Regions from separate parts of the Sus scrofa genome. Here region 2 is linked to region 1. A link is a contact called in public promoter capture Hi-C data. All regions are on one chromosome and are shown on one strand. Each heading gives the region's core, a stretch centred on a gene start, on an enhancer-like site or on the middle of the called end of the contact. The rest is flanking DNA. Distances are from core to core; before and after follow the strand shown. Region 1 overlaps MGAT3 (beta-1,4-mannosyl-glycoprotein 4-beta-N-acetylglucosaminyltransferase). Region 2 holds the start of SYNGR1 (synaptogyrin 1).

Region 1 (5,869 bases), core at 3,252-5,751:
GGCAGGAAACCCAACTGGAAGGAAAGAAACAGGCATTTTTAGAGCAGTTACAAAGTGCCAGGGTCCACCCAAGATGCTTTGACACTGTGGCTCATCCACGTCTCCCACAGGACTGCAGGGAGAGGGTATCTTCTATATCTGAGGGGACTGAGGCTCAGAGAGGGCAAGTAACTTGCCTAAGGGCACACAGCTAGGAGGTTACAGCTCCGGGATTCAAATCGAATCCTCCCGACTCCCAGCAACAGAGGCCGGTGTTTACCGAGCACCAAGTGTGTGCTTAGGTGCAGGTGCTGGTCCTTTGCAAGGATTCATTCATTTGATTCATGAGATAGGAACTGCCATACCTCCATTTTATGGAGGAGGGAACTCGCCAAAGTCAGAGGCAGTGTTCAGATTCAACATCGTAACCACTGGCTGCACCGTGTGTCAGAGCTGCTGGGCACGGCAGAGTTTGCAGCAGCGATGCACCTCTTGCCTCCCTCGTGGAGCTGGGCAGCGTACTTGGGTAACATGGGGCGGGGCTGGGGCCAGGTGCAAGGCAGACTCCGGTTCAAAGTCACGATGGCCTTTGAAGCAGGTGGAGAGGTAGTGAGGGTCCCCCTGGAGGGCCTCTTGGGTCGGGGGTTGTAGGTGGGTCTGTTCCTGCCAGGAGCTAAGGCTGAGGCCGGGCTGTGTGACCTCTAAGATTTCTCCCATGGATATTCTGAGGGTGCTCGAGCAACTACTCGGTGTCAGACCTGCTCACTGCTGGACACAGATGACAGCTGGCCTCTCATCCCAGTTGGAAGGGTTGAGTGTCCCTTGGCTCCTGCAGAGCTGAGGACCCCCGGGGTCAGGTGTTGTGAGGCAGATGGGGAAGGGGGCCAGAGGGTGGCAGGCAGGAGAAGTGGCTCTTACGAAAGGAGCTGCTGAACCATGGAGGAGGCTGGTCAGGGCCAGGGTAAGGCCATCCAGGGGCACGCCAGGGCCGAGCTAGGACCCTGGTCAGCGCATGTGAGCTCAGGACCACGGAGAGCTCCACAGGAGCCGGCTACACCCTGGTGGCAGCTATCAGGTTTGTCTGCATCCGGAAGGCCGCTGCCCGCCTGGCTAGCCCCAGAGTCACAGCCTGTGACCTCCAGGGAGCATCTGTCTTCTCTCTGGGAAGGAGCCCCCACCGGACTCAGCCAACGCCCAGACCCCAAGGCTGTACCTGGGTCGTGGGGTTTGGCTCATCTGTTTCTTTCTCTCGCCTCCTAAGCGTATCAAGCAGAGCCCAAGGAAGGAGGTCACAGGAGAAGTGAGAGAGGGAGGGGAGGAAGAAAGTCTGCCCAGCTGGAGCCTTTGTGGCATGGCCGTGGCTACGAGTCAGTACAGAACGAGGGGCCCAGGGAGGGCTGGTCCTGCCACCATGCTGGGTCAGGGTCAGCCTCTGGCTTCTGTGATGATCTGGCTACCTGGAAGCCCCCATCACCTTCATGCAGGAGATCCAGGCCACTGGCTCTGGGTGCAAATCACAGAGTGTGTGTTGGGGGGTGCCTACGGGCTGGGGATTCTTCTAGGGAGGCTCCCAGGGAGACTCATAGTTCCTTCCTCCTTTCCCTGGAGCCCCAGGAAGCAGGGCACCATTTCCCAGCCACTCCCCCGTCAGGCTCAGGTTCTGCCAGACTCCACTTATGCCTGTGAGCCCCCACTCTGATCCTCGCTGCTCTTAAACAAGACAGTGCCCACCAGGGCCCAGGCCCTGCCGAGGGCTTGGCGCCAAGCCTTTGCACCAGCTGCGCCCCTCCACCCACCTGAAGGCCCTCTGCTTCCAGGCAGGAGAGTGACAGTAGTGGTTAAGAGCTAAAGCTTATTGGGCACTTCTATGTGCTAGGCACTTTCCTTGGATTGTTACCGAGCCCCCATTTGCTAGATGAGAAAAAGGAGGCAACTTCTTAACTTGCCCAAGGCCGCAGAGATAGCAAATGGCAGAGCCAGGATTGGAACTGGGTATCCGGTTCTCAAGTCTGTGTGTGTGCAAGTGACAGTGAGCCTGTGGAGGTGGCTCTTGTTGAGCACCTGCCATTCCAGCTCTATGCCCTGGGAGCTCACGTCCACCTGGGACATGAACAGCCCAGGAGACGGGCTCCGAGTGAGGAGCGCTGGGAACGGGACGGGGTGGGGGCTGTGGAATGGTCTCCCCAATGAGGTGTTCTCTTTTGAAGTGCGCCGGGCAGTGCTTAGAGAGAGGACCCTGTAGAATCAGAGCTGCCTCCCGCTCCAGCTCTGCCATGTAGCATCTCCACAGCAGCTGCGCTGGGTGGCCTCCCCCACCCCCGGCAAGGGCTGTCCATCCTTCAGGTCCGGGGGCCATCCACTCCCCCGCTCACAGCTGGATCATGGGCAGATGCAGCAGAATCAGCTTCCTGCACCATTTCCTCTTGTCTAGACCGTACAGCGGGCTCCTCGCTGCTCTCCCTGCCCTGCCTTTGAGGTGACCGTCTGCTCCCCGCAGAGCAGCCCAAGTGAGCTTGTTCCGCCCTAGTCTCTGCTCAGAATCCTCCTGTGAAAGCCACACTTCCAGCATCGGCCCCAGGCCCTGTGCGATCTTGCCCATCCGCCTCCCTCCCCTCTGCCCTCCTGTGGTTTCTCCTGGGCGCTGGCTGTTCTGCCCGGAACCTGCTGCCCCCGCAGCCCCACCTCTCAGCGAGGCCTGCCCTGGCCCCTCCCATCACTGATGACCACGCCCTCCTGTCCTTTACCGTTGCTCTTGCTCCAGGGCGGGACTTTTCTGATGTGCCCTGTGATTGGACTCATTTTGGTTGCCATGGTCCCTTGCCCGGCTCCCCCCGCACCTGCTCCTCAGGGTGGGGTTTGGGGGCTGGGGATGGATGGGGGTTCTGGTAGGCCTTGTCTCCTGTGCTCCCAGGGCCAGAGCAGTGCCTGGCACCCAGCAGGCTCTTGATAAGCGGTTGCTGAGTGAATGGAGGAGATGGGCCAGGTGACACCCTGCGAGGGGTTGTGTGGGTTGGGTGCAGTGGTGGCTGTTCCATCCCCTGGCTTGTCTTCCCTGGTCACCGGGAGATGCTCAGTGGGGCCCTTATCACCCCGCTTGGGTTGAACCTGACATATGGAGGGCCCCGGGGCAGCTTTGCCACTGAATGATCTGTTGGTCCCACCGAATGGAGTCTGACCCTTACTAATTGTGTGTCACTGAGCAAGTCATATCATCTGTCTGGCCTCAGTCTCCTCATCTGTAAAAGGGGAATGACAGTGGTACCTGCTTCGTGTGGGGAGGATTCAGTGAGAACAGGCTCTAACGAGCTCAGGACAGCAGCTGGCCTCTGCGTGTCAGCCATCATCACCTGTGGTTACCCCTGATGGTTCTGATGAAGTTTTATCACAGAAGTAGAAATGCTGGAGCTGGGACCTAATTGGGTTCCACGGCTTTAGTCCCCAGCTGGGACAGCTGCCCAGGGAGGGCTACGGTCCCAGCTGCAAGGAGGAGAGGTTGGCTTGGGAATGGAACTTAGGTTCGAGTTCTGACTCAGTCACCTTCTTATGTCCTTTGGGGAAAGGACATCGCCATCATTCTGCATCTCAAATTCCCTGTCTGTCAAAATGGGGCGGACAGCATCCTCAGGCTCCCCCCCTCCCGGGGGGGGTGAGACTCAGATGAGACCCCGAGTGCCAGTGCTTATTTATTTATTCACTTTATTTATATACCAGGCAGTCTTTAAACGTGTGTCTGATGACACAACATCGTAAATCAGCTATACTTTTATTTTATTTATTTATTTATTTGTTTTTGGTCTTTTGAGGGCCACACTGTGGCATATAGAGGTTCCCAGGCTAGGGGTCAAATCGGGAGCTGTAGCTGCTGGCCTGCACCACAGCCATAGCAAGGCCAGATCCGAGCCGTGTCTGTGACCTACACCGCAGCTCGTGGCAACGCCAGATCCTTAACCCACTGAGCGAGCAGGGATCAAACCTGCAACCTCATGGTTCCTAGTCGGAGTCGTTTCTGCTGCGCCCTGACGGAACTCCTATACTTTAATTTTAAAAAGTTTTTAGGGGTTCCCGTCATGGCTCAGTGGAAACAAATCTGACTAGTATCCATGAGGATGCAGGTTTGATCCCTGGCCTTGTTCATTGGGTCAGTGAGCTGTGGTGTAGGTTGCAGATGCAGCTGAGATATGATGTGGCTGTGGCGGTGGTGTAGGCCAGCAGCTGCAGCTCCCGATTTGACCCCTAGCCTGGGAACCTCCATATGCCAAGGGTGTAGACCTAAAAAGACCAAAAAAAATGTTTTTTAAACGTAATTGAAGGACTTAACAAAAATACTTGAAGTTAAGATAAAAAGGAATCAGGGCAAGAAGAGGAAGAGTTGAAAAAACAGGCAGCGGTAAGAGAAGGTGTCCCGGAAAACTTGGCCTGAGAGGCGCTGACTTGTCTTTGAGTCTCCTGGCAGCCGGAGTGGTGAGAGAGACATGCCCGGCTCCGGGATTCCTGGCAGCAAGACTGTTGAGCCTTATCACATGGCCCCAGCAGTTAGGAGGGGGATCCCGGGCCCTGGTGAGTCTGCCTGTGAAGGGCACAGCTGGCCAGCTGTAACTAGATCCTGAAAACCAGCCTGGCCAGGGAGCCATGGGACCGCGGGGTCAGGGTGACCCCAGCAGGGCCAGAGGGGGCCCTTTGCTCTAAGCAGGGCGTATACTTGCCTCCCTGAGTGTCTCTCACCTTCCTAAGGCCTTCGTTCACTGCTGCCAGGGGATTCAGGCTGAGCAGCAGCTCCCACCCTGCCCGCCCACCTCACAGCCATTTCAGGCCAACAAGGGCTGGGACTGGGGGTCCCACAGAGACAGGCCCCAAGTGGGGAAAACAGTCTGCCTTGCAAGGTCTCGAAAGCCCGCCGGGGGGCCCCTCTGGAGGCTTCTGCAGTTGGCCGTGTTGCCTTGTGCCTGCTCCTTGCTGCAGCAAGAGCTCTTATCTGCCTGCCTCTGTTGAGCCGCAGCCCATTGGTTGCCCCTCCACTCACCCTGCTGGCCTGGCCCGCCCAGTCTCACTTTGCCAGAGCGGGGCTGGAATCCACTCTCGGGCAAGGAGACTGGCAGACCCCTTCCGAGTGTTGCCAAGGAGCAGCCCTCCCTCCAGCCTTCCCCAAAGCCAATGGCGATAAGTCACACCTGCCCCAGGGCAGCTGACATTTAGCAGAGGTCAGGCCCACCCTCGATTGTCCTGCCTCCTACAGTCAGCTGTGCCAGCCACCTGCTGGCAGGCTCTGGGGGGTCAGCAGTTAAACTGGAGGAGATGGGAGGTCTGGGACCTGACAGCACAAGTCCTACCTAGCCTGGAGACTGGCACTGCGACTGCCCCTCACTAGCCTGCTCAGGACGCCTACCGAGGTGAGGCCGGGACGGGCGGGCCTCCTCTACAGAATCAAAGGGTTGGAGGAGAGGATCTTTCAGGTTTGTTGTACGGAGTTCCCCGGTGGTCACTGCTGTGGCTCAGGTCTCTGCCGTGTGCAGTTTCGATCCCCGGCTTGGGAACTTCTGTCTGCCATGGGTGCAGCTGAACAAACCCGTTGGGTCTAGCTCAAACATTTCATGATGTTGTAGCTTATGACCATGTGGCTTGGAGAAAAGTTATGTTGGAGTCTTCCAGCCTCAAGCTCTAAAAGTTCACCCCAGCATCTCTACCCGTTTCACAGATCCCGGTCTCAGCCCCTCCTGTGACTTGGTAGGTCGCCCCAACCAAGTCACTGGTCCCACTCCGCCAAATGGGGATAACCTTGTGGCCGGCCCGCCTACCTTCCTGGACTGTGTGGTTAGAGCTGAAAGTACTCTCTTGCTGCACAGGTTCATTCATGAGATAAAGGCACATGCTAAGAAAATGGTGGCATTCAGTT
Region 2 (5,781 bases), core at 58-2,557, 120 kb before region 1:
TGGTGTAGGTCGCAGACCCAGCTGGGATCCTGCGTTGCTGTGGCTGTGGCGTATGGTAGGTTCCCTATTGGGAACCTCCAATATGCCTCAGGTGCAGCCCTGAAAAAAAAATTTAAAAAAAAAAAGGGGTGTCCTCACACCCACTCATTAAGGACCTGGTGATCTAGTGTCCTGTCATGATGACAGAATGCCGGATGCTCTGTCATCACCAGGGCTGCAAAGGCCTCTAGAGATACCGTTGTTCAACCCTCCTGGAACCAGTGGAGACACAGAGAGAGGCCCCGAGAACTCCAGGTCATCGTAAGAGCCAGACCTGGAAGGTGTTAGTCCCACTGTGGCGAACACTCCTCCAGCCAGCCTCAGTTTCCACAAAACCTGGAGCTCTTAGGCCAAGCTTTGAGGGGGTGATGGGGGTGATGGGGACGAGGATTTGTTATTGAGCACCTGCTGCGTGCCCGGCCCTCGGCTACTGCAGTGAACAAGGTAGATAACATCCAAAGACTAGCAGACAAAGATAATGAACAAATAATGCCATAATTACTGGATTAAGGAAAAGGGTGTTGTGCTGGGGGTTGGGGGAGGGGAGGGGAGGGGAGGGGGAGGGAATGGCGGTGGGAGGGGACGGGGATGGGGGTGGTCTCTTGAAGAATTTATTGCCCTTCCTCGGCCTCAGCCTCTCCCAGGTGTCTCGGGCCCTGCGGGCTGGAGGTGGGGGTGAGCAGATGCGGGGACCACATGACGTCAGTGTGAAAGCCAGGTGGAAAGGTCCTGGGGGCGGGGGGAGCTGCGCTTTAGAAGGCTCTGAGAAGAGGGTTATTCCTTCGTGGTTCATTCATTCCAGAAATCTTCCTGCGGCCTCTGCTGTGTGCCAAGCACCCCGTGAGGAGGATGATAAACTCGCCCCCCCCACCCCGCTCCCTATAATTGGGGACAGACAGAGCAACAGGAAACAAGGCACGGGTAGACTGGCCGCCCCCGGACCGTGGACACGTCCTGCATTGGCTGCACATAGCCCTCTGCACACACCTCGGCCCCCCTCGCCCCCGCCGCCCCCACTTAGCAAAGAGGTCACCGCGCAAGAAACAAGAGCGCCCTGGACCGGGTCCGCAGCAACCGCGCCCCCGCGATCGAGGGCGCGCGCGGCCCCCGCCCCTCCCCCCGTCCGCGCCGCGCCGCGCCGGCCACGCGCCCTCCGCGCACGACGCCCCCTCGTGGAGCCCTCGGCCGCGCCAGTCGCCCAGCAGGGGACGCGGTGGGGGGGGGCCGCGCACGCGCACCGGTCGGCGGCGCGCGCCGAGCGGGGGGCACCGCGCGGGTGCAGCCACGATGGAAGGGGGTGCTTACGGAGCGGGCAAAGCCGGGGGCGCCTTCGACCCCTACACCCTGGTCCGGCAGCCGCACACCATCCTGCGCGTCGTGTCCTGGGTAAGGACGGCTGGGCGGCCCGGCCAGGCCGGGGGTGGGGCGGGGTGCGGGCGCTGGGAAGGGCGGCGCGCCCGGACAGACCCCGACCCCACCGACTGCGGGACAGGGGCGCGGCCGCGGGCAGGGAGCCGTCGCGCCGGGGTACTGGCGCCCACTCCTATCTCCTTTCCGGGCCCGCGCGGGGGTCCAGGCACTCGCCGGGGGTGCCCGCTCCTGCTCCCCGAGCCCTGTCTTCCCTGTGTCCCCCCATCGTGCGCGCCCCCCAGCGCCGTGACCTCCAGGCCGCGACCAGGCACCTCGCGGCTCTGGTTGCTCTGGTAGCGCGCGGCCGCCCGGGCGGACCGGCGACAGTGGGGACGAAACCCTGGTCTCGGGTGGCATTTTTCGGGGGGTGGATCAGGGCGTGATCGTCTCTCGGGGGGTACACGCGTGCTTGCCAGGGGCGTTCAGGGAGGAGAGGGCAGGAAACCGGGTTTTCGTGGCTTAGCCAGGACCGTGTGGGGCGATGCGGCGGCAGCTGGATACCTGGCTTCTGCCCGGGAACTGCCTCTCCGCAGCGTGACCTTGGGCTGGAAACCACCCGAGAAATGTTCACGGGAAACGAGGAGTTAAATTGCGAGGTGGGCAGCGCGTCATCTCCTTTCGCTTGCCTCAGTTTCCCGAGCTGTAGAGCGGTGGGAGGAGCCTCCTTGGGACCTCCTTGGGCTCTGCTATTTTGGGAATCCGTGTCAAAATCTAGATGCCAGAGGAGGGAGGGGCCCAGGAGAAGGGTCCCCTGCCCACAGTGCGGAGCTGAGGGGTCGGTTCAGGCAGAATTGCCCCCAACCCCCCCAGTACTGAGTAGGATCCCTGTTCAAACCTGGGGTTGGGAGAGGAGGCGCGAGCAGTCAGCACAGGGGGTGAGGGGTTTCACAGGGCCTGGGCTGCACCCCAGGGGAAGGAGGCTGGCTGCTGCCTGGGGAGGGGTACCTGGGGCTCCCTAGGCTGGCTGGCCATTGCCCAGACACCCTCAATAGAGGGTCTTGCCCCTACAGGCCTGGGTCCTGGATAAGGGACACTGGGCAGGGGTACCATCGGCCACCCCAGGAGGCTATGCGTGAAGCCAGCTGTGTTTGGTGGGGTGCTGAAGCTCCCTCACTTCCTGGGTTTCCAGGCCCGTATTAGGGTGTGATGGGTGGGACAGCTTGGATGTTTATCTCCCACCTCCCCGAGGAAGAGGGGAGCTACCTTCCCTTTATGTGCCACAGGGAGTGTGGCCCCATTGAAATCCTTTCCTCCAAGTGCCCACCAGGTAGGGAGCCCTTCGAGGGCTTCAGGGAAGCCCTGTTCTTTAGTCTTTGGGTCCCCAGGGCTGGCACAGGGCCTGGCACCTTGGGTACATCCGGGAGGGTTTGTAGCGCTCAATTCATTCATCTTTGGTGTCTCTAGCTCCCCAGAGACCCTGGCAGGTTCTTGGCAAAGGTAGAGCTACCTGCCTGGTCAGGTGGGCTGGCTCTGTGCTCTGCTCCCCTTTGCCGGCCCCTGGGCCACTGGCCCCGGAGGGTGAAGTCACTGGCTTTGCGAGGAGGTGTGGGCGTTCCGTCTGCCCGGGTCACTTCTTCCTCTGATGGCTTCATTTAGCAAAGCTTTATTGAGTTGGCTAGGCCTGCAGGGAAGGCAGTATGACTCAGACGCAGCCCAGCCCTCGGAGCTCAGGGAGCCTATGGTCCCGCTGGGAAGGGAGCCAGGTACCCCCAGGCAGAGGCCGCAAGAGCCAGGAGAGGAATCAGAAGCTTCCTGGAGAAGGTGATGTCACATTGGGCCTGGAAGGACAGGGACATATACACACATCAAGGTGCGGGAGGACGTTCCAGGCGGCAAAGTAACTGAGCCCTGCTGTCACCATTACTCAGCTGGTTCCCCCAGCAGCTTGTGTCACCCTCGAGGAACCTGAGGCTAAGAGGTGCCCAAGGTGACGGAGCGTGGAAGGGGCCAATGGAGGGTTTGAGCCCACATCCCTCTCTCCGAAGCACAGCGCTTTCCCCGGGTCAGAAGGAGTGTGGCATCCTGGGATTTCAGGATTGGAAAGGATAAGGGTTTTTGGGGTCCACCCCCATCCAATGCCCAAGTCCCCCCCACAGCCCCCCAACAGTCTCCCAGTCCTGCTCGTTACCTTTGGGTGAGCAGAGGCACCCGATACAGGCTGATGGGCGCTCTAAAAAAAAGGTAGGTTTTCTTCTGATCGTAGAAGTAATATCTGCTGATGACTGGAAAAACCTAAATCACCTGTGATGGTTGTACACCAATACGTTTGTCCTTAACGCCCCTGAACCGCACTTAAAAATGGTGAAGATGGTAAATTTTATGTTGTGTGTCTTACCGCAAAAAAAAAAAAAAAAAAAAAAAAAAAAGCACATGTGATCCCACCACTTAGGGAGGGGCTACTCCCTCCTTCCAGTGTTTTTCAAAAACAAGTGGCGCTGAGACCTTTTAAGACGTTGGGGACACACAGCAGAGGCACGTAAAGACCTGCGGTTCGCCCTCCTGCTCCCTGCACCCACCGCGGGGTCTGGCAGGCCTTAAGCTTCACCTTCCAGCTAATAGAGCCTGCGCATCATCGAGTCCCAGTTCACCCTGGTTTGCCAGAACTTTCCCAGCTTCAGCACTGAAAGTCCCATGTCCTGGAAGTCGTCCCCCTGTCCCGGACAGACAGGCTGCTGCTTCCTCTCCAGGACGCCTCCTGTGCTACCCAGACCCCTTCCGAAGCGCTGGAGGGGCCCTAGCAATGTGTGCACATGGGCTCGTGGTCTTGTACCATTTGCAGAAGAAAGAGCTTTTTCTGTTATGTCTGTTATTTTTTTGGGAATTGGCCCCCCAGACCACGTTAGCTTCAAGGACTCACCAAGCCTGGACCCACCCTGGAACCTGAGCCCCCCCCGAACCACCAGACCTGGCAGGACCCCCTTGTTTCTTGCCTGAGGCTTTCTTAGCTCCTCTCTGCCCCAGTGCATCCAGTGCACACTGTGTGCCCCCCCTTCCCCCCAGTTCACCTGGGAGGGTGAAGAAGTGAGGAAGGAGGAATTAGCCCCTGGGTTAAGGTGGGGAGGGAGCTGGCGAGCCCTCTGGCAGATTCCAGCTTGGACCCTTCCTGCCCTGGGCGAGGAGATGGCTGAGTTGGGTCAGTGTCCAGGGCAAGCTCAGAGCTGCTTCCTCTGACCGGGGCTTGGCGGGCAGGTGGGCTCTGCTGGCTGGGCACCAGGAGATCTGCCGCAGCTCCCAGCTTCCCCAGGCACCAGCCGTGGCTACCCCCCCGCCCCCGTGCCTCTCCATGGAATGGAAAAGCTGGGCGGGGTCAAAAGGGCCCAATCCTGCCACCTGTCAGTGACCCCTTTCTCTGGAGCCAGGGGGGAAATGGAGTTTCAGCAGGGAGCTCACTGATTTCATCCAAAGGACCACCTGCTATGTGGAATTTATATCCTTGCTTTGGAATGTTGAAATCACCTATGGGAAAAGAATATTGGGGCTGGTAGATGAGGTGATTTTTTAAAAAAATTAATTCTCTGTGGAGTTCCCATTGTGGCTCAGCAGGTTAAGGACCAAACATTGTCTTTGTTTGGATGTGGGTTCAATCCTTGGCCTCAGACAGTGGGTTAAGGGACCAGTGTTGCCACAAGCTGCGGCATAGGTTGCAGATGCAGCTCGGATCTGGTGTTGCCATGACTGTGGTATAGGTCGCAGATGCGGCTGGGATCTGGTGTTGCTGTGGCTATGGTGTGGGCCACATCCGCAGCTCCGATTTGACCCCTAGCCTGGGAACTTCCATATGGGATTGAGCTCTTAAGGGCTTTGGCTATAACACTTAGGGTGCTGTAAGTAGGGTGGGTGTCATTCCCCTGATGACAGAAACAAGGGGCAGGCTGGAGATGACTTGTCTGCTGGGCTCTGCACTGCCAGAGCCACTGTTTCAACTCGGTCCGCTGGGCCCACATTCAGTGTACTCCCTAGGGCTTGCCTGTCTGAGTCACAATGGCGCCAAGGGGTGGCTTGAGGAAACAGTTTTACACCTTTTTTTTTTTTTTTTTTTTTTTTTTTGGTTTTCAGGGCCGCACCTGCAGCGTATGGAAGTTCCCAGGCCAGGAGTGGAAATGGAGCTGCAGCTGCTGGCCTACACCACAGCCACAGCAACGCGGGATCTTTGACCCACTGAGCGAGGGCAGGGATCAAACCTGCATCCTCATGGATCCTGGTCAGGTTTGTAAGCCGCTGAGCCACAACGGGAACTCTACGCCTTCGTTTTTATCCGACGCCCTTAACCACCCCAAGCGCACTGAGTATCAAAGCTGAGTTTGCTTTGCAAAGGCGGGCAGCTCAAGATGA

What was found. Promoter capture Hi-C pulls out the DNA fragments that hold promoters and counts their contacts.
Region 2: a promoter capture Hi-C map of fetal liver shows a contact between it and region 1, with 2.6 times the contacts expected there. The contact joins the promoter of SYNGR1 here to the enhancer-like site in region 1. A contact is called at or near these places in 3 of 5 promoter capture datasets (fetal liver and liver), 19 of 47 Hi-C or Micro-C datasets (adipose tissue, alveolar macrophages, blood and 11 more) and 1 of 2 datasets of contacts at active chromatin or transcription factors (skeletal muscle).

The regions. Positions count from the first base shown.
Region 1 is chr5:8,784,438-8,790,306 of Sscrofa11.1, reverse strand. The region is part of intron 1 of MGAT3 (beta-1,4-mannosyl-glycoprotein 4-beta-N-acetylglucosaminyltransferase); the gene reads left to right. Among named protein-coding and RNA genes, the nearest start is that of MGAT3, 20 kb to the left of the region's middle. Within about 2 kb of position 4,501, at least 4 of the 83 cell types and tissues checked have an H3K27ac peak or open chromatin away from gene starts, as enhancers often do. A contact at or near this core is called in fetal liver, where this site is marked.
Region 2 is chr5:8,897,716-8,903,496 of Sscrofa11.1, reverse strand. It overlaps SYNGR1 (synaptogyrin 1), which reads left to right and starts at 1,307. Exons shown (of 4, transcript NM_001244066.1): 1 at 1,307-1,425. The coding sequence starts at 1,327.